Linked DNA regions of Mus musculus: region 1 is linked to region 2. Evidence: chromatin contacts called from public Hi-C data. All regions are on one chromosome and are shown on one strand. Each heading gives the region's core, a stretch centred on a gene start, on an enhancer-like site or on the middle of the called end of the contact. The rest is flanking DNA. Distances are from core to core; before and after follow the strand shown. Region 1 overlaps Nckap5 (NCK-associated protein 5). Region 2 holds the start of Lypd1 (Ly6/Plaur domain containing 1).

What was found. A called contact is a pair of places that touch in the nucleus more often than the background predicts.
Region 1: a Hi-C map of cortical glia shows a contact between it and region 2, with 1.6 times the contacts expected there. The contact joins the enhancer-like site here to the promoter of Lypd1 in region 2. A contact is called at or near these places in 2 of 39 promoter capture datasets (3T3-L1-derived adipocytes and hippocampal neurons), 2 of 484 Hi-C or Micro-C datasets (the G1E-ER4 cell line and cortical glia) and 3 of 9 other capture datasets (adipose tissue, liver and pancreatic islet).

Annotation. Positions count from the first base shown.
Region 1 is chr1:126,022,570-126,026,161 of GRCm38.p6, reverse strand. It overlaps Nckap5 (NCK-associated protein 5), which reads left to right. Exons shown (of 17, transcript NM_001081756.1): 12 at 1-1,886; 13 at 2,952-3,129. Among named protein-coding and RNA genes, the nearest start is that of Gm35562, 21 kb to the left of the region's middle. Within about 2 kb of position 1,476, at least 31 of the 459 cell types and tissues checked have an H3K27ac peak or open chromatin away from gene starts, as enhancers often do. A contact at or near this core is called in cortical glia, where this site is marked.
Region 2 is chr1:125,910,841-125,914,675 of GRCm38.p6, reverse strand. It overlaps Lypd1 (Ly6/Plaur domain containing 1), which reads left to right and starts at 2,462. Exons shown (of 3, transcript NM_145100.4): 1 at 2,462-2,837. The coding sequence starts at 2,786. Nckap5 (NCK-associated protein 5) reads left to right here. Exons shown (of 17, transcript NM_001081756.1): 17 at 1-1,040.

The DNA.
Region 1 (3,592 bases), core at 227-2,726, 110 kb before region 2:
CCAGTGATGTCAGAAATACAGAAGAAACCATCTGTGGCCTCCAGAAAGTCTGCCTTCCCTCCAGCTCTTCCCTCAACCCAAGCGGTAGTGCACACCAGATACCCTGAACACATAGCCTCCAGTCCATTTGCTGTGACGACTTCAGGGCCCCCAAAAGTCTCTCCAAAAAGAGGCATCCCTAAACCTCCCCCTCACCATGCACTAGGAACTGCCCACATGGACACAGACTTACAGACACCCAAGACTTGTCCTTCAAGCTGTGAACTGCTAGAGGTGACATCTTGTAAAAGCCTGTCTCCAGGGAGAAAAAGACAGTTGAGTGACAGCACTGTGATGCCCCACAGGCCTTCCTTCTCAGGAGTGAATGAGTCCTTGACACCTCAGGTTAACAGTCCATCCTCCTCTTCCTCATCCTGTAGAAACCAAGGGTCCTCACAAGGTGGCCAGAACTCTCCCGAGAAAGGACCTAAAACTCGCCTCCCAGTAGGACTCAAAGTTCTCATGAAGTCTCCTCAGTTGCTCAAGAAAACTTCCTTGGTACCAGGGAAACAAGAAAAGGATAGTTTAAATGAAGCATCTCGAAGCTGTGTAGCAGCAAACACGTCTAATCCTGAGGACTCCAAAGACCCTGCAAGTCTGGAGACCTCAAGAGATGAGAGAACCACAGCCTTACTAGGTGTGAGAGGTCCCGACAGTCTAGCTAGAGGACTTGCCTTAGACTCAACAATGCCAGAATCGTTAGAATGTAGCATCTCCAGAGATGATGGAAGAGATGGGGCAGACAGCAGAGCCATAAAAAGATCCTTCTCCTCCAGCAAGCCACACCTAAAGCCTGCTCTAGGCATGAATGGAGCCAAAGCTCGGAGTCAGAGCTTCAGCATCCACTTGGGAGAGAAGCCTTCCACACCCCCAACAGAAGGGCCAGGCAAGATTCGAACTCAGATTATCACCAACACGGCTGAAAGAGGCAACTCCCTCACCAGACAGAATATCTCAATGGAAGGGTCCCCAAGCAAGACCCCCTCTGTCTCAACATCTGATAATCTGCCCAATGCTGGAAGGCCCCTGGGAAACCCCTTTTCCAGGCAGAGTTCTCTCTGTAGCACCGGAAGTTCTAGCAGCCAGCACGGAAGCCCAAGCAAGTTACCCTTGAGGATGCTCACAAGGCCGGAAGGACTCCTCACTCCTGGAGTGGAAGACCAACGGCTCTCTACTCAGGAAGAGTGTCCTGAAAGAGGTGTACATGAGCAATCTAGCAGTGACCACCATAGGCATCCATCTCCTCTTTCAGACTGCCCTCAGTTCCTGCACGTTCCAGGGAGGATGCAGCGCCCAAGCAATTTGGAAACAAGTGGGATATCTAAGCTAGAAACTTCTGGAAGGCATCCAGATGCTTCTTCAACTGGGACTAGTGTCGTGAGCCCAGAAGCCCCCCTCTCACCCTCCATCGAAGAAAAGGTCATGTTGTGCATTCAGGAGAATGTGGAAAAGGGCCAAGTGCAGACAAAGTCTGCCTCTGTGGAAGTGAAGCCCAGGGCAGGGCCTTCGTTCACCAGCTGGTTTGGTTTTCGAAAGAGCAGGCTTCCAGCTCTCAGTAGCAGGAGAATGGAAGCTTCCAAGAGTAAAGTGGAAAAGAAAGACACAAAACTGAAATCTGAGAGGAAAAAAGAAAAGAAGAAAGCTGAAGTACAATCAAAGATAGAAAACGAACTGAGTAGGGGGACCAAGAAGGCAGATGGTCAGAGTCCAGACGATGGTCTGCAAAGCTCAGAGAGTCTGAAAGTATCCCAAGACATTTATAACCAAATGAAGTTGGAGCCAAGGAATAGACCCAGCCCTGCTGTGTGCCCAACAAAAGATGCCTTCATGACAGAACTTCTAAACAGGTAAACACATGTGAACGGAGAAGGGCAATGTAGAGGGGTCTCCCTGCTCCCCCAAACCCAAGGAGAGCTGTTTACTTCCTCATCATTAAATACCAGCCAAGCATAATCTCTACACACGCAGAGACTATAATCCCTTATACATTAGCTATAATTTAAACAGTGAAATAAAAGTTAGCTATAAAATGATAATTTAGTTCATGTTCCTTTCTTAACCAAGCCAATGGTCTTTGAAATTAAAGAATAGTGAGTTACATCCAGGTTGATAGCAATTCAACCCACACCAGGAACCATGAATGTATCCACATTGCATGAAATGGAAGAAAATTACACACACGTTTGAAAGCATGCCGATTTCATTGATCGCGCTGAGCAAATGTATACTTAGAACTTTCCAGAAGTAATTACTTTTCCTGCCGATCTTAAGCCAGAAATGTATTTAGCAATCACCCTTTGGCGTTTTATATTCTGTCCCTCCCCAAAAGCAATTATAAAAATAAAATAGAGGCTATGGAGAGATGGCTCAGTCAGTAATATGCTGACCTTACAAGCATGAAAACCTAAACTCCATCCTCAGAACCCACATAAACAAAAGCCAAGCATGGTGGCACAGTCTTGTGCTCCTATTGCAGAGGCCATGGAGACAGACAGAGCCTTGGACTTCTCTGGCCAGCCAGAATAACCTACTTGGAAGTTCCAGGCCAATGAAATATTTTGTGTCACAAACACCTAAGGAATAACACACAAGAAGACATCTTTTACCTTACACACACACACACACACACACACACACACACACACACCAGTGCACACAAGCCTGTTTCTATGTGCACACATTTAATAAACAGTGTAATGAAGTAAGTTATTATCCTTGCAAATCTAAGTTGACACACTAGTGAAATATTTGAAGATATTTTTGCTCAAGGCTAGAGAGAGCAACACTTATCATTGAAAGGTTTAAAGACAAAGAGGCACGCTGAGGTTACCTTAAACATTAAAGGGCTGGAAGAGGAGTGTGATTGAAAACGGCCGATGTAATTTATCAGAGGAATCACTTTCTACCTGCAGAGTTGATAAGAGAGCCTCGGTACAGAGAGAGAGTGGATCAAAGGGTGTTTCCTGCAGGAGCGTGTTAGAGGGCACCTCCCAGGGCTCCTGTTTCGCCAGCGGCTCTGTGAGCACTCAAGGAAGTCAAAAGAAAAACATCAAAACCAAAGTCGATATGGAAAAACCAAGAGAATCCTTGGTAAGCACTTTGCCACGCTGGCTGAAAAACACTTGATTCGGGATGTTCTGGTAAAGTAGGGTGGTGCCAATCTGAGAAAAGACTGTTTATAATATGTAGACTGTGCTTTTTTATATTAATCTCTTCTTCCCTCCCTATTTTCTCCCTCTTTCCTCTCCTCCTCTGTGTATATTTATGTATGACTAGCAATGTCTCACATGTGTGGAGGTCAAAGGACAACATCCACTGCCATTCCTCCTGTCCACCATTTCTGAGACAGGATCTCCTGTTCATGGTTGCGTAGAGCAAGCTAGCTGCCCTACGCAGTTCTGTGGTTCTCCTGTATCCACGCTCCATCGCATCTCACTGAGGTTACAGACATACAGTATTATGCTCATCTTTATATGGATACTGGGTATCTAAACTCAGGTCCTCACCCTTCGATGACAAGCATCTTAGCTACCGAGCCATCTGCCTAACCAGA
Region 2 (3,835 bases), core at 1,213-3,712:
TAGCCAGTATACCAGAGTTTACTTCTCTCGTGGACTGATAGAGATCGCCTCGACTTACTGTGTTTTGAGAGGATTAAAAAGCAAAATATGATGGAGAATTCTCAATGTTTGCACTTTTTTGAGTATTTGTATAAAAGCTGTACATTTTTTTGGGGGGGGAGAGAAATTATATTTGTAGGGGGAGAAAGATAGCAATAAAAAGAGTTGGCGCCATGCTCTTGAAACGATGCATTAAGTTCTAGAAGTTGATAATATATTTTTTAAAAACCCCAGCTGAAGATTTTGTGAACATAATCATCTTGGTCCTCAACTCATTTGTGCATATACTGTCAATGGAAGCGTGGGGCAGGCAGGAAAGCCAGAGGGGTGGAGGTCACCTGTTCTGAAGGTCTCTCTCGATTGGGTGGTCCACTTGCCACATTGTCTCGAGGAAGATGTGATGATATGGGTGTTCTGTTGAAGAATTAGAGTGTGAGCACTGATTAGATGGCACCAGATGATGCGGAAGGGAGCAGATCTTAGCAGGCTTCACTCCCAACCTCTTCTATCCTCTCCATTGTATTTCTCACAATTCTGAGTGTTTGCTGTTTTCTTTTTAAATTTCCCTGCTTTTATATTATTATTAAAACCTGGGTACTCTTTGCCATATCTTAAAAATAAATGAATGGTTGGTGCTATGAAACTTTCTTACTTTTTAATATCCTTTTTTTCTATTAAAGACTGTTTATATGGGAGGATAAATTCTATTTTAAAGGTTATGTGTATTTTTTCTAGACGTGAACTATTTATAATTCCTTCTGTACAGAAGCCTACAGACCAGGCAGACTAGAGCTATGTTTAGGATTTGTGTGGTTACCTTAGAACACTTGTATCTTTATAGAGTATTGTATGACCAGTGTTATTGTATTTGTGCAATTTGTTGTATTTGGATTTCATTACCTTAAATTCAAGCTGCGTGTAAAGTATCCTCCTTGTCTTTAGAAAAAATTCTTTTGTTTCATTTCATTTTGGAATAAAGGTCTTATCACAATTACACCCTATAAGAGCAGAAAAGAACTTTGTTCAGGGAGAGGTTGGTCCCGTGATTATTATAATTATGTCTCACGCTTGCTCTGTGGAGAGGTTTCCCTGAAAGAATAAATAAGCCAACCCTCTTGCTACTGTAATAGTAATTCGAACAATTGTTAAGATCCACACTTCAGACAAGCGAGTAATGGGCAAAGCATCCTTGTCTCCCCAAGGAGTTAACCAGCTAGAAATGAGGGGGAGGGGTGGGGGAGAATGAGCCTGAGGCAGCTATGGACCGATCTCTGCAAAGGAATTACAAGAAAGTCATTTATGCCTCTTTCAAACCTGCTCTGCTGGCAGGGTAGGGACATAAATGATCACATCCCAGCTGAGAGACCACTTCCCCTCGGGAGACCTCACAGGAGAGGGGTGATGCTTAGCCACGGGTTTCCACCGAATCTCCCAAATCCCAAATCAGGGGTGGGGGTGGGTGGAAATGCGCGGGGGTTGTGGGCGGGGGCACCAAGAGCTGCGACTGCCTGCTCTGTGCACAGCACAGTCTTCCACAAAGCTCCACCAGGAAGGCAAAATAACACCGTGGTGTCCCGGGAATACGCAAGGTGGGTCACTTAGAATTGTCAGAAAGGGGAGTAGTGGAGGAGGGAGGCAGCCTATGGCCAATTGGCCATGCTTTAGCGCTGTAAGGAGTGTATACCCATAGCTGGTGGCTTGGGGGAGCAGTCAGACCCATTTGCTTTTCAGTGAGAGCACAGATCCGGGTGTCCACTCCCCAGGTAGCTTTATTTCTGGGCTAGGAGACCGAGGCTGAGTCAATGCATCCCCCTGCGGTGCATGCAAGCAGGTGAGGAGATGGTGGTTGGGCTAAGCGAGCTAGCTGCGGTAGGGTCACCATCGTACTCGCAGGCATTCTGCTGGAAGACCCAGGTGGCCAGTGAGGTGGGTTTCTCTCAGGAAGAGGCGCGGCTGCGTCGGACACCCCAGGGAACTCGCTGCTCCGCAACTTTGCCAGGTGCTCAGAAACAGCCCTTCGCTTTATCCAGGGCAGTCACCCAGAGGGCCAGGGGGCAGCGAGTGATAGAAGACGCCGGGCTGGGTGGGCGAGACCCAATTGCAAGGGTACTGTTAGCACCGAAAGGGAACATAACACCTGGAAGGGAAGGGTACCGCAGCCTAGCACTCGGGTCTCCGAGTTCGCATAGGACAGGTCCTGATGGCACCTGCTGCGCCCTAGTCACCTCCTTATTCCTAACCTCTGTCAACACTACTCCCGAACCCAGCAGGCGCTCCTTTCCAAGGAACTAGAGGAGGTAGGCTAAAAGGGTGGCAGAAAGGGGTGGGGACAGTAGAGAGACAGTCCCAGCCTTCCCCGCCCTCCACCCCCACCACAACTCAGCAGCCGTCACGTGGTACCCGGAGTGGGAGGGGTGGGGGCAGAAGAGGCGAGACTTTTTTGGGTGCTCCGGATCGCCAGTAGTTCTTCAAGCCTCAGCAGCCAACTCCTCCGGAGGCGCTGCGCTCCGCCCCAGGGAGCGCGAATCCAAGGAGCCTGGGACCAGCCTCTGGGAGCCCCCGGCGCGGGCGATGCGGGCGCCGCGGGCGACACCTGCGGCTCCTCTCGGTGGCAGCCGTCGCTTGGGCGGCAGCAGCGCGAGCCTCGGCAGCCTCGGCAGCTACTGTCGCCGCGGCCAGAACAGCCTCCGCTGCGGTCGTGGTCTCTGATGCTCTTGCCCGCTCCCGGCCCTGCCGATCCGGGAGGATGTGGGTTCTCGGCATCGCAGCAACTTTTTGCGGATTGTTCTGGCTTCCAGGTAAGAAGATGAAGAGGCCAGCTGCCTGGCCAGACACGCTCCTGCTATCTCGCCAAGCGTCCCTGCTCTCAGCCCCAGTGCGCCCAGCTGTGGTCCGCGCTGCGCTGGGGCTACCCAGCGGGAGTTTGGTGCTGGAAACTGAGACCAAAGGCGCTAGACTGGGACGCTCTCCAAGTCCCGCGCTGCAGGAGAGCCGAGAGCGGCAGATTGGCGCGACTCTTGGCTGCAGCTGCGTGGGGTACACAGTCGGGGATACAGAGCTGGGATTGGGGAGGGTCCTTGAGTTGGGCGAGACAGGAAAAGGAGCGACAAGCCTCCAACCTAGTCAAGTTACCCAGTGTTTGTGGCCACCCAAGGGAGCGGCGACGCTGACAGGTGAGCGACTCGCCGGACAATCCTCTGCTGGGGGCGGGGGAGCAGCCCTTCCGGACTGAGTGAGCTAGCTGTGCTCTTCCTGCGATCGGTAGGGTGTTAGGAAGGGGCATGCGGCCCAAAGAGAAGCTCCCAGATCAGAGGAGAGCAACCAGGAAAATATGGTAAGTAACTGCTCCTGATCGCGGACTCTAAGCTATCAGAATTTTTTTCCAACAGCCATGTTTTTCAAAAAAAGGGGTCACAAGACAGGTCTAAAAGGGCTGCATTGTGGTGGTCCCTAAGCAGACGCGCACATCCAACGCAGGCACTCTCTCATTACATCCTCTCCAACCCTCAGCAGCAGCTGCCCCTGTCGCTGATCACAAGAAGGGAGCCTGAGCTGGAGGACTGAGCAGGGATACTTAGCATCCAGCACCTCCCCCCCCCCCCAGGTTGCAGGGTGGTCTCCAGGAAGCATCAGAGCCTCAGCCCATGAACGCTGACTTAAAAGATTAAATAAATAAAACCGAAAACGCGTCAGCCAATGCAATTATGAACGGTGCCAAAATAGTAATTAACCAATTTGTAGCCAATTAGTAATTAGGCTCAGACAGGAGCTCAAGCTTGTACCCCACTACTTTGAT